Regions from separate parts of the Mus musculus genome. Here region 1 is linked to region 2. Evidence: chromatin contacts called from public Hi-C data. All regions are on one chromosome and are shown on one strand. The core of a region is the stretch at or near the end of the contact, and the rest is flanking DNA. Distances in the headings are between cores, read along the strand shown.

Evidence for each region. Hi-C and Micro-C count contacts between places; a contact is called where the count stands out from the background.
Region 1: a Hi-C map of myocytes shows a contact between it and region 2, with 2.8 times the contacts expected there. The contact joins the enhancer-like site here to the promoter of Pcsk1n in region 2. A contact is called at or near these places in 4 of 39 promoter capture datasets (embryonic stem cells, hippocampal neurons, pre-B cells and 1 more), 1 of 484 Hi-C or Micro-C datasets (myocytes) and 1 of 9 other capture datasets (liver).

Annotation. Positions count from the first base shown.
Region 1 is chrX:8,235,852-8,241,459 of GRCm38.p6, reverse strand. Ftsj1 (FtsJ RNA methyltransferase homolog 1 (E. coli)) reads left to right here. Exons shown (of 13, transcript NM_001290430.1): 13 at 630-2,792. Among named protein-coding and RNA genes, the nearest start is that of Ftsj1, 14 kb to the left of the region's middle. Within about 2 kb of position 2,424, at least 53 of the 459 cell types and tissues checked have an H3K27ac peak or open chromatin away from gene starts, as enhancers often do. A contact at or near this core is called in embryonic stem cells, myocytes and stem cell-derived epiblast-like cells, where this site is marked.
Region 2 is chrX:7,916,559-7,922,230 of GRCm38.p6, reverse strand. Pcsk1n (proprotein convertase subtilisin/kexin type 1 inhibitor) reads right to left here and starts at 2,409. Exons shown (of 3, transcript NM_013892.3): 1 at 2,187-2,409; 2 at 1-183. The coding sequence starts at 2,300.

The DNA.
Region 1 (5,608 bases), core at 1,175-3,674, 320 kb before region 2:
GCTACATAGTAAGACCCCGTCTTAAGCAAAACAAAAACAAACCAAACTCCAAAGCGGGTGGGCTGTATGTCAGTGATGGGGCTTGCCCGGGGAAGGATCCAGAGATGAAGTAGAAGGAAAAGACTCCCTGCCAAGCCCAATGGCCAACCAGTTTAATCCTTGTAACCCATACAGTAGAAGGAGAACTGACTCCCCAGCATTGTTGTCGGCACTTGCACACGTATACAAAATAAATAACTGTAAAAGAAAATTTTTAGACAAATTAGTTCTTTTAAAATTGAGGGGTTTTCCCCTTTTTATATTATTTATTTATTTTATGTACATGAGTACACTGTAGCTCTCTTCAGACACATCAGAAGAATCAGACCCCATTACAGGTGGTTGTGAGCCACCATGTCGTTGCTGAGAATTGAACTCAGGACCTCTGGAAGAGCAGTCAGTGCTCTTAACCGCTGAGCCACCTCTCCAGCCCAACAAATTAGTTCCTGAATGCCTATGGCCCTCCTGTTCAGTCCTTGCCTGGTCACAGTGAGGAGCTACACAGCAATGAGAATGAAGTACTACTTGTAGTTAACCTTTGACACGTGTGGGTTTTTTTAAATATATATATACATTTCCCTTTATGTTAGAGTTTGCAGGAAAAATCAAACTAATACAGCCCAAAAGCTGCTGCCTGCCAAGACAACTAGAAGCTGGCTTGATGAGTTTGTTTGCAGATGTCATCTATGGGGACTGAACAGACCGACCTAGAGTGAGAATCTATAACACCTCCATCATGACAAAGAAATGGTGAAGAAGTCCTCAGAACTGCAGGAAGGATTTGTTGAGACTGTGAGCACATTCCTCTTCTCCAAACCTCTCCTGGAATGTCCTAGAAGGCCCAGGAATTCCCCCAAAGCACTGGTTCTTCCTATGGTCAAACGTCAGCAACCTCCACCAAACATGATGGAGGAAAGCGTGAATGTTGTCACTATGACGGAAGTTCAGCTTTAGTCCCAGTTAACAAATATTGGCAATAAATCAAAACAGGAAAAACCCTACATATGCACGTTGCTTACTTTTTTATATGACAGTTCACAGACATCTGAAATACTGCTCATATTTCTCACCACTTTGAATGATAGTTGATTTTATAAATTAATCCTATAATTAGACATCTCATCTATTACCGCATCCCAATTGGGTGATTGGCTGGGCAGGTATTTGTAAGACATCCTCCCATATAGGCTACACCGCCCTTAAAACTCAAAATCCTCCTGTGTCAGTTCCCTGAGTGCTGAGATTACAGGCCTGTGCCACCAAACCTAGCTACTGTCTTCCAGTTTTATTCAAATGTAAGGTGATAACTGTATTTCAGCATAGTCTGCTTTCCTCATCATTCAGACGTGTTTGTGTGCATATGCAGGTGTGCCTTCAAAGACGTCCTGTGATGGGCTGAGGATGCGGATGCGGTAGGTAGGTCCTTGCCTCGTATGCATAAGGCCCTGGGTTCCAATTTCACTAGCACACACACAAAGCCTGATAGTTGGATGTAGTACTACCACCACCTATAGTCCTAGCTACTTGGGTGCCTAAAATGAAAACCCTCAAGCCTAGAACTGCAAGGCCAATGTGGACAGTATAGCTAGGCCCTTTTCAAAAACAAAACAAAGCAAAACAAAAGGTGAAGCCAAATGTAGTAGTACTATAATCCCAGATTTCCAAAGGATTTCTCAAACAATTTTTGCTCTAGTTTTGCTTTATTTTGTTGAGAAAGGGTCTCATGTAGCCAAGGCTGGCCTCAAACTCACTGTATACCCAAGAATGACATTGAAATACAGATCCAAGCTGAGCGTGGTGGCGCACGCCTTTAATCCCAGTACTCGGCAGGCAGATTTCTGAGTTTGAGGCCAGCCTGGTCTACAAAGTGAGTTCCAGGACAGCCAGGGCTACACAGAGAAACCCTGTCTCAAAAAACAAAAAAACAAAACAAAAAAAAAACAAAAAAAAAAAAACAAAGAAACAGAGATTCTCCCTCCCATCCGTACCTCCCAAGTCCACATTAAAGGCATGTTTCGCGATGCCTGATTTTACCAGACCAAAGTTTTTTAGGTTGACAGTCTTTTCTTCACGCTTAGCTAACATGTACAAGTCCTTGAATTGTATGCCCAGCACTACCAGTATAAGCGGGTGTGGGAGGGAGACTTGTTTTCTAGTCTCCCTAGAGCCCGACAGGCAGCAGCTGACATGCACGCCCTAAGCTACAGGGTGCCGTCTTCTGTGGCCTAATCCAATGTCTTTACAAACCCTCGTATTCCTGTGCGCCTGCACTTTGGTCTCTGACCACGCCTCTCTCTGTGATGCCCGGAATGTCTGCACCCCACTCTGTCTAGAGGTGTTCACACTACAATGGTTTAATCCAAGATGATGATTTTCATTCCAATCAATGTGACCACAGGAATGTCCACAGCCCAGGCTATCTGACCTCAGGAATGCATGTCTGGAGGGTCCACAGGAAGGGCATTCAATCACAGATGCTTCTACGCCCACACCCATTGCCACAGCAACTCCGCAGTGCCCGGGAAAGAGCTCCACAAGTGTCCCTGTTCTGGGCTTTGACTCTTAGGAGTTGTATCGGTGGGGCAAGTGATCCAGGCAAAGGAAGGGGAAACCTTGTGCTTGCCCTATTCCATGAGCAGCACGCAGAGATGAGGGATGGAGCTGGAACAGTCAACCTGAGGACCAGTGGTGCGACATGAGATCAGAGAGGGCCTATAGGAGGAGCAAGAAATGCCTGAATGGAACCCAATAGCACAAAAAAAAAAAAAGCTCAAGAATTGAGAATCTGGAGAGATGGCTCCACTTTAAGAGCATTTGTTGGGGCTGGTGAGATGGCTCAGTGGGTAAGAGCACCCGACTGCTCTTCTGAAGGTCAGGAGTTCAAATCCCAGCAACCACATGGTGGCTCACAACCATCCGTAAGGAGATCTGACTCCCTCTTCTGGAGTGTCTGAGGACAGCTACAGTGTACTTACATATAATAAATAAATAAATCTTAAAAAAAATAAAATAAAAAAAATAAAAATTTAAAAAAAAAAAAAAAAAAGAGCATTTGTTGTTCTTGCAGAAGACCTGGGTTCAATTTCCAACACTCTCAAGGTATCTGAAAAACACCCATAACTCCAGCTCCAGGTCTGATGCTTTCTTCTGACCTCCTTGAGCACCAGATATTACATGTAGTATATAAAACAGACAGAAAAAACACACACATATAAGTGAAATACATCTTTAAAGACTGGGTAGATTGGATTACTTAGAATTAAAGGGCTTCTGTGCTCCAGCAGAGTGAACAGACATTCTGTATACAGTGGGAGACAATTTTTGCCAGCTATATACTTCACATAGAGTTAATACCTGGGTGGTGGCAGGGCTCACTGTTAAGCCTAGCTCTTGGGAGCCTGCAGATCTCTGTGATTTGGAGACTAGCCTGGTCTACAGAGCAAGTTTCAGGACAGCCAATGCTACACAGAGAAATCCTGTCTCAATAAAATAAAACAAGCAAACTGAAAGATTATTGGCCATTTGTATTTCCTTTGTTTGGTTTCTTGAGACAGAGTCTCTGTGCAGACCTGGCTGTCCTGGAATTCAATCTATGGACCAGGCTGGTCTCGAACTCACAGAGCTCCACCTGCATGTCTCCCAAGTGCTGGGATTAAAGGTGTGCACCCTCCATATTCGGGCTGCTCTGTATTCATAATAGCAAGAAAATGGTAGTATATTTATACAATAGATTTTTATTCAGCTGTAAAGAGAGATAATTTTTTAAGATTTATTTATTTTTATGTATATGAGTACACTGTAGCTGTACAGATGATTGTGAACCATCTTGTGGTTGCTGGGAATTGAACTGAGGACCTCTGCTCGCTCCAGCCCAAAGATTTATTATATGTAAGTACACTGTAGCTGTCTTCAGACACACCAGAAGAGGGCATCAGATCTCAGTACGGGTGGTTGTGAGCCAGCATGTGGTTGCTGGGATTTGAACTCAGAACCTTCCAAAGAGCAGTCAGTGCTCTTAATCGCTGAGCCATCTCGCCAGCCCCCAGAGATGAAATTTGCAAGAGATATGGTGGCACTGGAAAACACTAAGGCAAGTAAGACAAATATGCCGCCTCCTTTGCACTCCTGTGTGGATCCTAGCTTGCATTAGGTGTGTGTCTCTAAGCCAGAGTAAATGTGGGCAAAGGCTGTGGAAGTGGAAAGGTGTCCATGAGAAGGGGAAAGCTTTGAAAGGCAGAGAGTGGGGAAAGTAACACAGAAGATGGGGAGAGAGGACAGGGAGTGCTTGTGGTGAAAGGGCACAGCGAGGAGGAGGCAGCAATATGCAGACAAGGATGGAAATTAGCCAAAACTAAATGTGAGTGAAAATACCACATTTTAGAAGGAGGTGGGATAGCTGCAGCCCCTTGTAGGCCATAGAAAGGACTGACACTTAGCCACTGGGGCAGGGCTTTGTGCACACAGTGCAGGCATGAATCATTTGGTTGTAACAGACTCCTCTGGCTGTGTGGTGCTGATTACCCAACTTGTTTTTTATTGTGAAAACTCAGAACTGGTCTGGTTGTGGTAGCACACACCTGTAGTTCTAGCCAGTCCGGAAGCAAAAACAGATGCCATCAGCATGTGTTACACAGTGAGATGCTATCTGGAAAAAATATATATCAGCAAGAAAACATACACACGAACACAAAAAACAAACACCAAGAGGTCTGGGGATGTTGCCCAGTTTGTAGGGTGTTGTCTAAAATGCATAAAACTTAAGATTCAGTCTCTAGCACGGCATAAACTTAGCATGGTGGCACATACCTCTGTAACCCCCACACTTGGGGGTGGATGCAAGATCAGAAGTCTGTGGCCAGCCTGGACTACATGTGATACTGTCTTTAATATATAGAACATTCGAGATTCTTGAAACTATAACATTTTTATTTACACAGAATAAAGACTTCTTGGATGCTGCAGAAGTGGTTTAGTAATTAAAAACACATGCTGCTGCTGCTGCTGCTGCTCTGGAAGGCCTGAGTTCAATTCCCAGCACTTACATTGAGCTTCTCGAAACTGTCTGGAAGTCCAGCTCCAGGAGATCCAAACCTCTCCACCTTTTTGAAGGATTTTTTTTTTTTGTCAGAGATTTTTTTTTTAAGATTTATTTATTTATTATATGTAAGTACACTGTAGCTGTCTTCAGACACTCCAGAAGAGGGAGTCAGATCTCGTTATGGATGGTTGTGAGCCACCATGTGGTTGCTGGGATTTGAACTCCGGACCTTTGGAAGAGCAGTCGGGTGCTCTTACCCACTGAGCCATCTCACCAGCCCCCTGAAGGATTTTTTTTTAAATGTGTTTTTATGATCCTGTGTGCATGAGGGTATGCACGTCACATAAATGCAAGAAGAGGGCACCTGATCTCCTGGAACTAGAGTTACAGGTGGTCTTGAGCTGCCTTATAGGGGTACTGGGACCCAAACCTAGGTCCTCTGCAAGAGCAGTAAGTACTTGTAACTGCTGACACATCTGCCTTAACCTCCACCACACATACACACACTCTTCCAGCTTCCAAAGACACTGC
Region 2 (5,672 bases), core at 1,160-3,659:
CTCAGCCTCCTGCGCCTCAGCACGCGCGCGTTCCTGTCTCTCGGCCTCCAGCAGGTGCGCCAGCGCCCGCGCCAGCTCCTGCACCGCACCCGCCGCCTCTCCTCGGGGCACGGCCCGACGCAAGCGGAGGGGAGTGCTCGTCTCAACCAAGGGCGCGGATGCTGCGCTCAGACTGCGGGGCTCCTGTGAGAAGATGGGGTGAAGGAAAAAAATATCGTCATTGTCTGGCCAGAGATGCACAACTAGGGGTGGGGCTCCATGGATTTTCAATGACCACCTCATTCACTGGGCCCCTCCAAAATTCCTATCGTGTCTAAGGTCCCGGGAAACCCCTAAATATCTCCAAGGGCACTTCAGACCACTAGAACACCTCTAGGATTCACACAATCTCAAAACTTGTCCTGAATCCTCTGGATGCTATGCTGTTACCGTTAGTTTCTTTTCTCTTCTTCGTTTTTTTTGGGGGGGGGGTTGGGGCAGGTGCCAGGTTTGGAATAACACTATAACATTTCTCTGTTGGAAATTAAACTTGCAAAAATAAGCCAGGTGTGGGAGAGTTCACGCCTTTAATTCCCAGCCTACGCAGGCAGATCCCTGAGTTTCAGGCCAGCCTCCTCTACAAAGGGAGCTCCAGGGCAGCCTGGACTACAGAGAGAAATCCTACCTCAAGAAACAAAACAAAATTTTGCAAAAATCATTTTGAAAGAGAAATTGCCTGTGTCTCAAGAGAAGAATGGGTTGGGTGTTACAGTCAGCCTGCAGGATGTAAATTCTTGAAACATCACAGCAGCATTTTTATAACAGCATAAAAGTAGGGGGTGGGGTGAAGGAAAGAACAGCACGGAAATAAACAATGACTTAGTAGGATACTCATGATACACACATGGAAGATGATAATGCGCACCAATAAATTAACTATAACTGTACACTTCAATATAAATGAATCTCACACACACACACAAAGGCAAATTCTAGAATCCCACTGCAGATGACCTAAGTCTATCAAAGCCAAGGACTTCTTAGTGACCCCTAGTGACCATCAGGAAGCAGATGCCTAGCTTGATTGCATTTCTCGGATGTTCCAGAAGCAGGAGGAATGAAACAATGGGTCGTTTAAAGATGAGCTGCAAAGCAAAGAACGGACTCAATGGGTGGAAAATAGAAGGTAATGCCTATGGGGGGCGCGAGGCTATCAAATGGTTTTAAAAATTCTCCTCTGATCTCTCAACAGCTTTGAAGAGGTAGAGGAGCAAGCTGCTCCACGTGCCCTTGATCAGCACCCACCACTCTCAGCGCCGGGGAAATCACCCACCAGCAATCCCTACACACACACACACACACACACACAGCCCTTAAAATGTCACACATTTTAACCCAACACTGCCATATCCACTGCGAGAAGTGGTCTTTTTTTCGTGCCTGTGTGTACATTCCTGTTGGCGAAATGATCTTCAGTTACTCTACCTGAGCCAACCAAGGACATGCATCGTCTTTAAAAACACAATGCAGAGACATCATGGCTTCTTTCCCTGCAATGACACAGCTCCACAAAGAAGAAGAAGAAAAAAAAGGAAACTGTCTCGTGGATGCACGTAGAAGAACCCAAGTACTCAGTTTACCCAAGCCACCATGAAATATGTACCCCAAGGTACAAGGACCACTCCTTCTAAAATAAAAACAAATGAACACAGAAACACACAAGTACACAGAAAGATACGCCCATATACTACGTCACCACCCATAAGAATTCACAAATATACACACTGTACCACTAAGAAAGCAACCAGGCCCGCAAAAAGTCAACCAGAAGCATCCCTAGTATTGTAGGGCATTCAGGGGCAGTCAAACCAAAGGTCACACTGAAAAGAAACAATGCCTATACACTTCGGTCATCACATCACAGGCTTAGATATCTTTTCTGAATACACCCTAGTGCCACGGACAGCTCCACGGGCCACCCGTGGATCGAGATTAAACCAGGCCCCAGATGCTGAGGGATGGGCAGGGCGCCCTGAACAACATCATCCTCACATCCTGAAACTGCCCCTGGCCTGCGCGGGGCTGTCAGCTGCAGGCCAGGTCACCCTAGCCAAGCCCTATGCGCATACCTGTGAAAATACCTCATTAACACTTTCCCCCATCTTCCTCCCCACCCCACCCCCACCCCCTGCTGACTGAGGTCGCACCTTCACGGGCCTCGCTGACAGGGTGGGGGGCAGCCTCAGAAGGCCCAAGAGCAGCAGCACCAAAATGCCGACGCCCCCGGCCCGCGGCCCGCAGAGCAGCGGCGACCCCGCCATGCTGCCCCAACGAGCCGGGCTCCGGACGGGCGGACTGGCTGTCAAGTGCGCAGCGATGGGTATTAGGCACAGCAGCAGCGCTCTGCGGCTGCGCACATCCAGGAGCCTGCCCCCTCCCCGCGTCCCCGTCCCCCCCACTCCCGCCCCACTGTCTCCTACTGTACGCAGGCGCAGAATTAGGGCTCTGGCCTTCTCTTCATCCTGCGCATCGCCATGGAGATGTCCAAGGGGCAAAGTGGAGAACAGAAGTCTGCACTGGCGGTTGCCATGGCAGTATAAGGGCAGTTGCTAGGGCAATAGACCTTGCTGTTGAATTACCAGACAGACAAGGGAAATTGACTCAGTGGGCTGAAATCAGGCTCTGGTCTCTGTCCTTGGGGAGACAACAGACTATACTCTTGTTTGATGGATAAACAATTACTGGCTGCATGCTGTGGACCACGATGTTCACAGAGAAATGAACCCAGATGACATGGCCACTGGCAGCTCAGTTCATATTGCTATGGATTAGCCTCATGCCAGAATAAAGCTATTACTAACAACTGCAACCTCAGAATGACACTTAAAGATCTACAGGCGTGATATTAAGTAGGAGCTTACTAAATGCTCCCTTCATTTCATTTCTCTCACTGTGCTCTCGTTTCCACAGGTATTCTGTGGCAATTGTGCACCCCTACTCACACACAACAAATATGTAAATGTTTTTTAAATGATACAACAAAAGGTTGAAAGAGCCAGGCCTAGTGGCACAGGCTTGCCATCCCCAACCACTTGGGAGGCTAAAGAAGAAGGTTCTCCACTTCAAGGCCTGTCTGGACTACATCTAGTTCAACAGTCTAGGGATGTAGTTCATCTGGTACAGTTTTTGCCTAGCATATACAAAGCCCTAGGTTTGATTCTGGGCACCCCATAAACTGGGTGTGGCAGTGCAGCCCTCATCTATGATGTAGCCTTCTTTTTTCCTTTGAACAGTTCTCTACATAGCCCCGTGGCTGTCCAAGAACTTACTATGTAATCTAGGCTAGCCTTGAATTGACAGAGATGTGCAGATCTGCCTCCTGAGGGCTGGGATTAAAGTCATAAAATGCTGTGCCCCACACAAAGCAGGCTCTAGACCAGCAAAAACACACAAATAGTTTAAGGCCAGCCTGTACAATGTAATGAGATCCTATCGCAAAATCAAAAGTGAAAAGGGGGATTTGAGTGGGTAGCTCCATCAAAGGGGTCTTGCCCAGCACGAATCCCCAGTGGGGCAAGAGGGAAGGGGGCTGGAGAGAGAAGCCCAAGCTCTGCGGTAAAGCATAAACACGAGTTCCATGCCACCACCATAGGAAGAGACAAAACGTCCCCAACCCAGGAATGGTTGGCACATTCCTGTAACCTTCCTTGGTACCAGGAGGCAGAGGCAGGAGGGTCATAAGTTTAAGGTCAGTTTGGGCCACACAGGGCGTTCAAGGATATCTAGCAGCTAGATAATGTCTCAATCAGGAGAGGTAGAGCGGGATAGAGATTATTCGTAGAGCACGTTCATGCTTGGAGTTCACCAAGAAAAATAGAAATAAAACAAATAAATAAACCATCAGCTGGGCGTGCTATCACTGGCCTTTAATCCCAGCACTCAGAAGGCAGAAGCAGGCAGATCTCTGCTGAGTTCCTGGTCAACCTGGTCTACATAGAAAGTTCCAAAGCTGGGCTGGAGAGATGGCACAGTGGGTAAGAGCACGGTCGTGAGTTCAATTTCCAGCAACCGCATGGTGGCTCACAACCACCCGTAATGAGATCTGATGCCCTCTACTGGTGCATCTGGAGACAGCTACAGTGTACTCACATATAAACAAACAAATAAATAAATGTATGTTAAAAGAAAGAAAGAAAGAAAGAAAGAAAGAAAGAAAGAAAGAAAGAAAGAAAGAAAGAAAGAAAGAAAGAAAGAAAGTTCGTTCCAAAGCAATCTGGGCTGCAAAGAGAAACCATGTTCTTAAAGAACAGCCAAACAACAACCACAAGAACCCAAAACACTGGAATGATCCATCAAAGACTGGGAATGTAGCTCACTAGTGAAGCATTTCTATAGCTGGATTTGAACATCAGCACCAAACCCAGAGGATTCTGATAAAATCAGTGTGTGTATCCCAAAGGGGGAAACCCTGGAGAGGGCAATGCTGACAGTGCGTCGTTCTGGATACAGAACCAGTGGTTGCTATATCTTCCTTTACTGGAAAATAAAGTTATGATTAGAACACGCTGCTGCAAAAATCTATATATTTTCATTGAGAATTAAAACTAAAAAAAATAAAGTGAAATTAAAACAACATATGATGACATGGCATAGATTAAATGTGAAGGAGAGCCAGGCATAGTGGCATACCCCTTTTATCCCAGCACTCAGGAGGTAGAAGCAGGAAGTTCTGTTAATTCAAGGCCAGCCTGGTCTACGTAGAGAGTTTCAGGTCAGCCAGTGCTACGCAGAGAGACCCTGTCTCAAAAACTAAAAACTAAAAACAAGTAAAATAAATAATAAAAGTGAAGCAAAGAGCCAGTCCACTGGTGCACTCCTGTAATTCCAGCACTTGGGGAGCTGAGGCTGGCGGATAGTGAGTTCCAGCACAGCCTAGAATGTATACAAGACCCTATCTAAAAGAAAAAAATGGGCAAAAGAAAGATGCACCTCTGTGGTCTAAGGCATAGATAGCTGATCTGTTGATTTGTCTGTATGTTCCCAGGATCACAGATGACAACACAATGCAAATCCTTTCCTGGCTACTTTTATGAAAGTCTGGCTTGGTCATACACAGCTGTAATACCAGCCCTTGGAAGGCCAAGGCAGAAGGACTGGTGCTGTTGCAAGTCTATGGCTAGTTAGATTTACATAAGAGCAAGGCCAGCCAGAACTGCATAGGAGACTCTGCCTCAAATCACATACAAAAAAAAAAGTGTATTTCTTTATGGACCTGAGGATTAAACACCAATATAACAGACACACACTTGAGATGGCTTCCATTTCCCCCACCTCTTGGTGTCCATGTCTTTTACTTATATAATCTAGTCCCATCGAGTGTATATGTGACTACAAGTAGCAGGTTATATGTAACAAACGTATATATTAACGATAAGATGAAATAACCCTTTGCTAAGGAGACTCCTAACTTGATAAGGCAAGCAGCCACTGGGGTATCTTGTTTTTTGTTTTTGTTGTTTGTCTGTTTTTTGAGACAGAGCTTCTCTGTTGTAGCCCTGGCTGCCCTGGAACTTGCTCTTTAGGACTTATGGCATCTTAAATAGCAAAGGTTACAAGCTCTCTGGCTGGACTATAGGAGCTAAGGCATAATGGGCTAAGGATTCCTTGGGCATCCAGTAGGAAACTGAAGCTCT